Regions from separate parts of the Mus musculus genome. Here region 1 is linked to region 2. A link is a contact called in public HiChIP or PLAC-seq data. All regions are on one chromosome and are shown on one strand. The core of a region is the stretch at or near the end of the contact, and the rest is flanking DNA. Distances in the headings are between cores, read along the strand shown. Region 1 holds the start of Fam166b (family with sequence similarity 166, member B). Region 2 holds the start of Dnajb5 (DnaJ heat shock protein family (Hsp40) member B5).

Region 1 (4,998 bases), core at 1,606-4,105, 480 kb before region 2:
GCAGGACAGAAAGCTGTGGCTGCAGTTCTGGCCCAGGAGGCTGTGTGCACAGGCAAGCTGCTGCTGCTGCTTTCCTCACTGGACCTTTGTTTTGTAGAACACTGATAAAGCGAATGGCAGCTCCCTTGTTACTTGTGTTACTGTGGCGACCCCTAGTGGAGGGAGGCACAGAGGCAATGAAAGTTCCTTTTTGGAAAGCCATTTTATTATTTTCCCCCGGTTAGAATAACAAGGCTATCCCACCAACTAGAACACACTTTCTTACATAAATAACACAAATCTTTTTGTTTGATTGTTTTTTTTTTTGTTTTTGTTTTTTGTTTTTTTGAGACAGGGTTTCTCTGTGTAGCCCTGGCTGTCCTGGAACTCACTCTGTAGACCAGGCTGGCCTCAAACTCAGAAATTCACCTGCCTCTGCCTCCCAAGTGCTGGGACTAAAGGCGTGCACCACCACGCCTGGCTAATAACACAAATCTTAACAAAGTCTAGTGTTTTGTTTTTTTATGTAGCACAGGCTAACCTCATAAGGATGGCTTTGACCCCTCCCCATCTCCCTATCCTCTTGCCTCTGCCTCCCAAGGTCTGTGATTATGGGGTGGGGGTGGTACAGCACACAGCATATGCAACACCAGGGCCTAAAGCATGACAGGCAAGTACCTGCCAACTGAACGGTGTCTCCAGCTCCTAACCCATTTCCTCTTTTTAAAAAAACGCTGCAATGCAAGGGCCTGTGTGGACCAGGTAAGTGGTCCACCACTGAGCCGCTTTGCCTAAGCATGTGGTTCTAACTGCTGCCATCTCTTCTGCAGAAAAATCTTCTATATAGGCAGGCTTGGTGGTCTATGCCTCTAACCACAACTCAGGAGGCAGGGGCTGGAGATCAGCAGGTCTTACAACTACACAGTGAGCCTGGGCTACACAGACTGTCCTCAGCCAACACCCCTCCCTACCCAGGGAGGAAAAAGACCCTTTCCTAATCCTCAGCTTTGAATTAGAAAGCTTTCCAATGTTCTATCTCATACTTTTCCTACCCCCACATCCGGGACTGCCCTTGCCTCTTCCCCATTCCCATCAAATATTACAGGTCGCCGTTAAGTTAGCAACTTAGCCCGAAGCAGACACTGGGTACCTGTGTGTCCCGTGCTGCCTGCTTTACTCTGAGGCAGGAACCTCCTTTTCCTGTGTTACAGTTGAGAGAACTGAGCTGCAGTGATTGTGGGCAAGCTCAGTATCAAGTGAAGGTCAAAGCTGAGCCAGCTGTTGGTTTTAAGACAGGGTCAGGCTATGTAGGCCAGGCAGGCAGTCCTCCTGCCTCAGCCTCCCAAGTGCCAATGTTAGGAGTGTGCTACCACATTTAGCTTTTGAGCCTGTCTAGCCTTCAAAGACTTTAAGTAATAACGCTTTGACTCAAAGTAAAAATGGCCTTAACAATAACGGAATAGAAAAGTGGGTCACTTCAGCTGCTCAGTCTCTCATCCATCTAGTCCACCCTGATGTTTGTCCCTGGGAAGTGTTCTCAAGGGTTCAAGGTGTCTGCTCAAGTGTTCCATCATCACATAGAGGGCCATTTCGAGCCAGAAAGCAACCTCCTCTCCTCTTGTGTGTCTCCTTCTGAGGAGCTAAGGCTATTCCACAGGGCCCCTCCTAGCTACAAGAGTGCCAGAAGCCCAGGCTCACAATCTAGACTGTTAAAAACTTTGCTTTGTTTAAAAAAGTAAAGTTGGCTTGCCTGCTGGTCTTAATCCTTTATCCTTACATGACTCTCCTTCCCTGAACCCTCTGAGTGGGAGCACACCCCCGACTCCTCACAGGGTTACCACTCACCCACATTCCCTGTGTCAGAAGCCGAGGCATCCTCGTGAGGCCTTAGTCACCACTCCTTTCACCTACCTTCTCGAGACCGCTGACCCTCAGAGTCTTGGTAAGCTCAGGTATTTTAACTTTCTCACTGGAGTTTGGAGAAGTTGGGGCCAGAGAAAGTTAAGGTACCTACCTCCTCCAAGAGGATGAGGCCCTCAGATAGGTGTCAAAGCCTGCCGGGCCTCATGCCCCAGTTCTTGCCCCCACCCCACAATTCTGGCTTCACATTCTTCTGAGCTAATATCTTTATGTCCTGGGGGATACACTTGGGTGGTAGAGGACTTGCCCTGCCTGTGTGGGGCCTCTGTTTCCAGCTCCAGGACGTTGGTACATTAATTTGGGCGCCAGGGCAGTCAGGGTAAACAGTATCATCCGCAGCTGCACATGAGGCCAGCGGCTCAGTCTTAGCCAGAGGCTTGTGGACCTTCCTTCCGCATAGTACGTTCTGCCATCCTTAGGGTGTTGAGCCGAGCAAGACGTTATTAATGAGTGGATGATTTGGAGTATAGCAGCTATCCAGTAAATAATCCTTGCATTAATGCAATTATCTGTTTCTTTTTCTTTCCCTTTCCCTCTTTCTTTCCCTCTCTTTCTCTCTCTTTCTCTCTCTCTCTCTCTCTCTCTCTCTCTCTCTCTCTCTCTCTCTCTCTCTCTCTCTCTCTCTCTCTCTCTCTCTCTCTCTTTCTGTTTCTCGAGACAGGGTTTCTCTGTGTAGCCCTGGCTGTCCTGGAACTCACTCTGTAGACCAGGCTGGCCTCATCCTCTTGCCTTCCACCCAGAGGCTTTCGCAGCTGTTCCCCTCAGCCTCTGCCCTTTTCCAAGTGACAGAGCGGCACCCACTCCGGGAAGACCAGGAAGCTCCTCTCCACCACCTCTGCTGGCTTTACCCCAGCAATCCCCACTCCAGGGAGTGGGGGGTGGGCCTTCATTCGCCAACTCTCGGCCCCGCCCCCTCCCTCCTGCCCCATAGCCCTGGACACAGTACACAGGGCCCAGAGTCCCTCCTGGAAGGGAAATAAAAGGAACTGCGCCAGTTCCCATGGCTGTGGTCAACACTTCCATCCCAGGGCTCAGCGGCGAGAATCCGCATTATATTCCAGGGTAAGACTCCTCCCAGAGCACTCCCCTGCTTGCTTCTGGGAATGGGGATTGGGATCTAGGAGCCAGTTCACAGACACTGGGGTCAAGATGAGAACTGGGGTGTGTCAATGGTATGGTATGGAAAGGGGAATCTAGCGGCTGTGAGAGCCAGGTCTAACAAAGCTTTGTGTTGTGGTCCCCACGGAAACAGGGTAAAAGCAGGAAGGACTGGACACCCAGGCAGAGGGCTGGGGATGTAGTCGCTTCAGTGATTTAATGATTGCCTAGAACACAAGGCACTAGGTCCTGTCCCCAGTAGGTAAAAGAGACAAAGAACAGAAATAAAGACCTCCAGACTCAAGCTGGGGCAGGAGTGGTTGGACCCGTGTGAGCCAAGCATGGGGCGGGGATGTAGAAGGATCAAAGGTGTTTGGTCAGCCTAGGCTAGAGAGTGAGACCCCGTGTAAAAATAAACACACAAGCACTTGCTGCAAGTGCACACCAAAGCGGGGCTTTCCTGCCTGTGTCAGGATGGTGGTGTAGGGTCCAACTCAGAGCTATGGGATGGATCCTGTGCTGCAGGTACACCGGACACTGCCCGCTACTTCGGTTCAGCATGGGCCAGACCTATGGGCAGGTGACTGGTCAGCTACTCCGAGGCCCTCCTGGTCTAGCCTGGCCTCCTGCCCACCGCACACTTCTGCCTCCCATCCAGTCTCCAAGATCTCCTGTGATCTCCAAGGGGAGGCTGCCTCCCAGGCGCGGGCATGAAAGGCTCAGCTCCAGCATAATCCCTGGGTATACAGGTCTGTATAGAGGTCTGAATGGGTGTCCCCTTCGAAGAGAACGTGCCGTGAACTAACACATCTTCTCCGTCAGGTTTTATACCACGGGCACAGTTCATTTTTGCCAAGAACTGCAACCAGGTTTGGGCTGAAGCTATGAGTGAATTTACACGAAGGCACGGGGAGCAAGAGAGCCATCAACTGCCAGACGGAGCCAAGGGAGAGAGAGAAGTGGAAGAAGACCAGCTGCGGGAGGCAGAGGAGCCACCGCTGAAGCAGGAGTTGGCACATGTGAGATGGGGCAGGCAGGTGGGGTGGGGGTGGGCGCTCGTGCTTTGCCTGGGGGCACCGTGGGGCATGGCTGCCAGCTGTCTGCGGGGTGCCTGAACTTAATTCTTTTTCTTTCATTGACTTCTCTCATCAGGCTTCCCCCTACTCCATGGATGATACAGATCCCCACAAGTTCTTCATGTCAGGTGAGAGGAAGTGGGTAGCAACCAAAGGCGAGGGGAGACCGCAGGACGTCTTGACTCAGCATCTCCCCCACCCCCAGGTTTCACGGGCTATGTGCCCCGTGCCCGCTTCCTCTTTGGCTCCAGCTTCCCTGTGCTTACCAACCAGGCATTGCAGGAATTTGGGCAGATGTGCTCACGGGGCCGGGCGCACAAGGACCCCAAACCTCTCTCCCCACTTCCCAGGCCCACGTTTCAGAATCTGGGTCTCCTACCTCACTACGGAGGCTACGTGCCAGGTTAGAAGAGCCCGTGAGGGGCTCCGGGAACTGCGGTGTGTGTGCGGGTGGGGGGTGCTTTGGCAACGGGAATTAACAGACACGGAGAGATGTCCGACCCTGGGATTTAGCTTTAGAGAGGAAACTCTGAGGCAGTTCAGTGGGGAGTTGGGAGCAGATTTTAAAGGGCAGTTTGGAGGGTCGACGCAACTGGCTTTTTCATGCCTCTGGCTATATACATGTCAGACTCTTGGCCACGCAGGATATAAGTTCCAGTTTGGCGGTACATTTGGGCATCTTACCCATGATGCTCTGGGCCTCAGCATTACTCAGAAACAGCTCCCGGCCTAAGTACCTGGATTCCAAGTTCTCCCTTCTCATCCTAACCCAGTGAACCTTTTGGAATGAAGAGAGGTGGGTCGGGGAGGGGCACAAAGAAAATGGCTTGGAGGCTGAGCACCTTTTTATTATTAGGTGTAATAAATAAATAATAAATAAATAAATACATACATAAACAGAAGCCCGGGCTCCTCCCTACTCTGA
Region 2 (5,672 bases), core at 1,168-3,667:
TTACATTTTAGGATCTGACTCCATGCTAGGCTAATACTCCTAAGTGGGGCCCAAGGACATCAAGCCAGGGTTCCTACTCTTAACCTGCTTCCATCAGTGGACCTGAGGAGGATATGAAGGGAGGGGATATGAAGGAGTGGCCACGTGCCATCCTTTAGCCTTTTTGAGGTGTAGCCAACCCTTGTAAAACAGGGAGAACCAGAGTCTTTCTAACAATGTCCTGGCAGCCAGAGCTGAGGCCTGCCTTTCTGCCCCTGACTACCTCACAGTAGTAAAGTGTACAAGGCGTCCTGGCAGGAGTGAGGGCTGTGACAGTTAAGGGGGCCCCAGATAGGCAGGGAGAGTGACCTTAGCTCCTGCCTGCTGCAGGTGGCTAGGTTGACTCATGGTACTGAAAGCCACCTCACTCTGACAAAGAGAAGGCACTATAAAGGCGGGTACTCCCCCATCTCCCCACACCAGCATGTCACGCCTGTGGGGGAGCCTAGAGTTGGGGGAGGCAGAGAAGAAAGATCATCTGGAGGAGGGCAGCCATTTTCGGAAACGGCATTAAAAGCAGTCTGAGAGGGAGATGGGTGGTCTGCCATCTTTGCCTCAGCCCACACTTTCTCTCCCCCAGGACAGGAAGAAACCTAGAACAGCAGCAACAGGGTGCCCAGGGAACTCCAGCGGCTTCCAGGCAGAGGGCAGTGACCCAGCTTACCAGCCCACCCACCGTTTGTAGTCCTTCAATATCTCTTCCCCACCACAGCCAGCTTCCTCTCCGGCACCCACCTGCTAGCTGCTCTAGACCCATAATTCTCTTGCCTCTACAGACACAGGGCAAACTCTCAGGACCTGCCTCCTTTCCCTCCTTCTTTCCACCCTCCTTCCCTCTCCCTCCCCACAAGCCACGTGGTAGGATGACAAAGGAGCCCCAAGGCATGGCTCTGCCTTTGATGAAGAATGAGTATGTCAAGGTAGAGCTAGGGATGAAAGAAAAAATGAGGACAGATAGCAAGAGGGACCATCAAGTACAGGGAGGAGACAGGGTCTGACGGACAGGGATGAGAGATGACAAAAGGAAAAGGCTGAAGTGGACCACACGTTACTGATGGGTTGGGAGGGAGAACCTAAGAGCTGAAATATTGGAGATATTCGTGGAAACATGAGTTTGAGAGAGAGATGAATGACATGGGGTACAATTCATTCAAAAGTACAGGTGAGGTCAAGGGGACTCATGCACATACCGGGGGGAGATGAGGATGACAGGGAGGAAGGAAGGAGGCAATGCAGGGAATGGCTGATGTGGAGAATCTGACTTGGCATGGGTATGAGCGCCCTTCTCAGGAGGGACTTACCGAAACTTTACAAACCCATTCAGCGTCCACGCTCGAAGTTTTAAGGGCTCCAGCTGAATTTTAAACATCAAGCTGGCTAAGAAGTCTTCTCCCCAGAAGTGTGGGAAGCTCCGGAAAGCTCCTCGAGCCTGCAGTGGGGGTGCTGCTGGGGGTGGGCAGGACAGCACTGTGCGCTTAAACATGCCCAGCCAAGCCCCTCACCTCTGATCGCTCCACCGGAGCCTGCTTGGGACGCTGTAGCTCTGGAAGCCACCTCCTCAGATTCCCAGAGGCCGTGACCCAGCAAGGCCTGTATCGTGCCCAGGGAGCTGGACCCGGTCCCCAGGTGTAGAGTGCAGAGAGAGGATCCAGTGGCCACCTGCTCTCAGGTGCAGCAGTGTCTGGCTGAATGATGTGAGCGCCTGTTCGGCTGTGTGACAGTGAGGCTGGCAGTGACAGTGTGTAGTTGTTGAGTGGCAGCGTGTGTACCTGTGACAGGTGTGATAGTGAGGGCCTGAGAGTCAGTGAGCTCCTCTCGCCTCTCTGGGGAGGACCCAAGCCCAATCCCCAAGAACCTACTCAATGAAGTCACTGACGGGGAGTCTCCTCCCCCGCAGATGGGCGGGGAGGGGCGGGGCAGAGCCGAGCCTGGCCCGGACAAAAGGCGCGGCAGGGAGAGGAAGGAAGGGGGTTCGCGCGGGGGAGGGGGGTCGGTGATGTCACCCCAGCTGGCTGGCTGGCCTGCTCAGAAACGCCTCCGCCCGGCGCAACCCAATCCGACCCGACCCAACCCGACCCTTGTCGCAGATACCCAGCACCTGGCAGACCCCGAGCTCCCAGGCCCCTCACCCCTACGACAGAGGAGACTATGGGCCCACGGTGTCCCAACCCCCCATACCAGGACCTCTCTTCTCGACGCCCCACTCCCGGGACCCCCGAGTCCTCGCTCAGCGCCCTCACCGGTGAGGAGCTGCGGGCGCCGCCGCGGTCCTTCTATCAGCCGCTGCCCCCTCCCCCGGCTCCGGCTCCGCCGCCTCCACTCGGGACAGGAGTCGCCTGCCCGCCGGCCGCAGACAGCGGGACCGGGAGCCCGCCCCCACGGCTCCGCCTCCGCGCTTCCCATTGCCCGGTCTATCCGTCACTCAGCTCAGACTCTTCTGTGATTGGATACCTCTCAACGAGCGTCCGGGTGATAGCCACCTCTTCTCCGCCCCTGTCACCCGGCCACACGCGCACACATTCCGGGCAGTGATTGGTGTGGGTGTGATTGGTGCCCTCTGGGATCAATCAACCACACCTCTTCTCCATCTCGTCGTGTTATTGGTGAAAAGAACATAGGGAGGCAACTCCAGGCGCCCTTTGATTTTATTGGCTGGTCCCTGTGATTTCGACCCAAGCCAGTGTGGGCAACTATATTAGTCCAGTCTCCAGTATGAGAAGGTGAGACATTCTAGCCACCGCCTGAGTCCAGGGAGAACCTTCTGGAACGAGTGCAACCTCAAAGACAACCTATTAGGAAAGCTGCACTCATCAGTTGTTGGTGACACCAGGCATTCTTTCGAGTCGAAGGAGAGGCAAAGGCTCTGGATCAGTATCCAAAGCTCATCCCTTCTTACTCGTCTTCTATCAGATTGTGATCCAACTTGACCTGGCCTGGTTTAGCTTTCCCTTGTCTTGACCTGGGATTGACCTGCCATGGTTTAACTGTAACACAAAACAGAGCCGGATAGAGCTGAGATTCTAAGTGCCCCTGTGATTATCCTCTGCGCTAGTAACTGGTAACACCTTCCTGAGTCTCTGTCCAGATGCCCTCCATCTTCAGTCCTTTCACAGCGGCTCGCTTAGGAGCAGTGGCTTCTCAGCCACTTGGAGTCCACAGTGTCCAGTTCAACCTCGTTATAAACTAACCTTCCATCTTCTCCTCGCTGCCCGCCCCCCCCCCCCGTCCTTTTTCTTACCCCCTGTGATACCTGGTCTTCCCTCACACCAAATTTCTGCCCTGTTCTGTATCTTTTTACTTCCCCCTCCATCTCCCGCCTTTTGTCTTAATTCTTAATTCAATTCCCTGCTTCCATAGTCTGCAATCTCATAGCTCATAGTTCCCCCTTTAATCTTTTACCTCAGCTTTTCATGATCCTCTTTCTTAGCACCCTCATGCACTGTCATCTCTGGCCCCCCAGCCCCCTAGTAAATCATTAAATCTCAGCCCCAGTGTCCCCGATACTCGGAGCAGGCGGGCCTGCGGAGGCGGTCGCCAGCGGAAGCCGCCGCTCCAGCAGACACCGAGCTTGGCGCCCACGTTACTGTCTCCCAGGCCCATCTGTGCTGGAGGGAGCGGGGGGGGGGGGTGGATGGGGGTAATCTGGGGGTGAAGAGGGGGAGGGGGTTCTTGGGAGATTTGGTGACAAAGGCTTGAGAAAATTCTCTCACCTTATTCTTCGCCAGTTCTCAGGACCGGATTTAGATATCTATGAGGCCATGAAGAGCAGTTGGAACTGTAAACTGAGGCTTGGAGTACCTAGGCCCCAGAATAGGGCAGGAAAGGGGACTGGGTCTTTGGGGGTGGGGGGCAAGTTCTGCATATTCTTAACAACCCTTCTTTTCCCATTGTTCCACATGAACTCCCAAGTGCAAAGGAATTTGAGTTTAAAATAGAAAAAGGAGCTAGGGTGAAAAGAGGAGTTGGGCAGAGGGGCAAGGAAGGGGGTGTGGAGCCCGCAGTATGAGGACTGAACAGGTATCTGGTTGAAGGAGATGGGATGGGAACTGGATAAGGGGGCCGTAAGATGCGGGTGGGAGGCAAAGACAACTGGGCAGGTGAGAGGAAGGGGAGATGGGTCAGGGGGAGACTGGAGGAGCAATAGAATGGCAGGACAGAGAAACCAGATGAGGCAGAGGGAGAAGGAAGGGATGAGGCCACGATGAGGGAGTGGCAGGGAGTGGACATGGTATCCTGGGAAGAGGCAATCTAGGAATGGTACTGGCCCCAAGGATTTGGGGGCCACCAGTATCCTTCCTCCTGATGTGAGGGGCCCTAGCTGTGTTTCTTCCTAATTCTAGGCCTGTCTCTTGCTGCTCCCAGCCTTGCTCATGCCAGCACAGAGGGAGGGTTTAGCCATGAGCCTTTACCTGGCTCAGCTGATGATAAACTGTCAGCCTGGACTTCAGGGCCTGGAGGTTTATGTCCTCAGAGTGGTGACCCACACTTCACTGTCTGCCTGGAGCACTATTGTTGCCATTTGTCCTACTTTCTAGGGCATCTGACCCAGAGAACACAGGGCAGCATAGACTGTAAGAATGGGAGTGTGGAGCCAGTTAGCCTATTGGCCTTTCCAGGGCACTGGCCAACCCACACCTCATTTGTTCTGGGCAAATGGGCTAAGCAACAGTAGAAGCCCACAGGGCTTTTCTGGGGGTTAATTAAGGTGACACATGTCTTAGTTCTGAACATGGCATTCGATTAATGTAAATGACATTGACTCCGTGTGTTCAGGGCTATCTGGGTGTGTGAGTGCAACTAGAAATGTGTGTGTCTGATTGGGATTGTCATAATCATGAGTCTGTTTGTAAGTGTGTACCTGTACTTGCTATAGGTATGTAGCTTTGTGTCGGCACACAGGTATGATTAAATAAATGTCTGTGTAGGCATCACTCCATGATAAAGAGTGAGGGAAGTATGTGGCCATTGACACCATTTCTGCCAGTGTATGTACGCATCTGTGATCATGTTGTCCAGACACCCCCGCTTGTCCTCCCTCCTCATGGAGACGTCATAACCCTAGGTGTCCCTCATTTCCTCACCCTGAGGGAACCGGAACCTGTGGGCAGAGGGGTGGGGGTGGATCCAGTGAGGAGGTGTTTAAGCAGGAGCACATGTTCCCTCACAGACTGTGTATGGGAGGGGGAGCCCCTATCTTGCACACATCCCAAATCCTCCAGAGGAAGTGCTTCCCCCCTCGGCCTGTTCCTAGTTCCCTGTCTTGTCACCATGGCAGCAGTTGCCAGGGGCTCTCATGGTTGCTAAGACCTGGGTGTGGGAGGATGCCAGGCCCCGTTGCTAGTAGAAACCGAATCCTGGAGGCAAGGGAGACTACTACCCCCACAGCTGCCAGCTCTACGCAGCGACAGCATTGGCTCTTGGGCTGCCCCTTTCCCCAGATTGAACCTACTACTTGTATGTGGCAGTATGGCATGTGAGGAGGCTTTTTCATGACGCTGGGACTTTCTCCTTTTGAGGAGAAAAGAGCTCCTCAGCCTGCCTATTGTCATTTTTAAAGCCAGCAACTACCAAGAAACCAGAGGCTGCCTTATTCTGTCTCTCATCTCTCCTACTGGTCCCCTGCATGGCATTCA

What was found. HiChIP or PLAC-seq counts read pairs in DNA pulled down with a chosen protein or histone mark.
Region 1: a contact with region 2 is called in an H3K27ac HiChIP or PLAC-seq map of microglia, with 6 times the contacts expected there. The contact joins the promoter of Fam166b here to the promoter of Dnajb5 in region 2. A contact is called at or near these places in 4 of 39 promoter capture datasets (the C10 cell line, liver, pre-B cells and 1 more), 1 of 484 Hi-C or Micro-C datasets (CD4 T cells) and 1 of 115 datasets of contacts at active chromatin or transcription factors (microglia).

The regions. Positions count from the first base shown.
Region 1 is chr4:43,426,991-43,431,988 of GRCm38.p6, reverse strand. Fam166b (family with sequence similarity 166, member B) reads left to right here and starts at 2,855. Exons shown (of 6, transcript NM_001369077.1): 1 at 2,855-2,961; 2 at 3,523-3,746; 3 at 3,820-4,016; 4 at 4,150-4,201; 5 at 4,279-4,476; 6 at 4,718-4,975. The coding sequence starts at 2,900. The coding sequence ends at 4,806. Rusc2 (RUN and SH3 domain containing 2) reads right to left here. Exons shown (of 12, transcript NM_199057.3): 12 at 4,897-4,998.
Region 2 is chr4:42,946,612-42,952,283 of GRCm38.p6, reverse strand. Dnajb5 (DnaJ heat shock protein family (Hsp40) member B5) reads right to left here and starts at 2,417. Exons shown (of 5, transcript NM_001355438.1): 1 at 2,280-2,417; 2 at 1,341-1,808. The coding sequence starts at 1,522.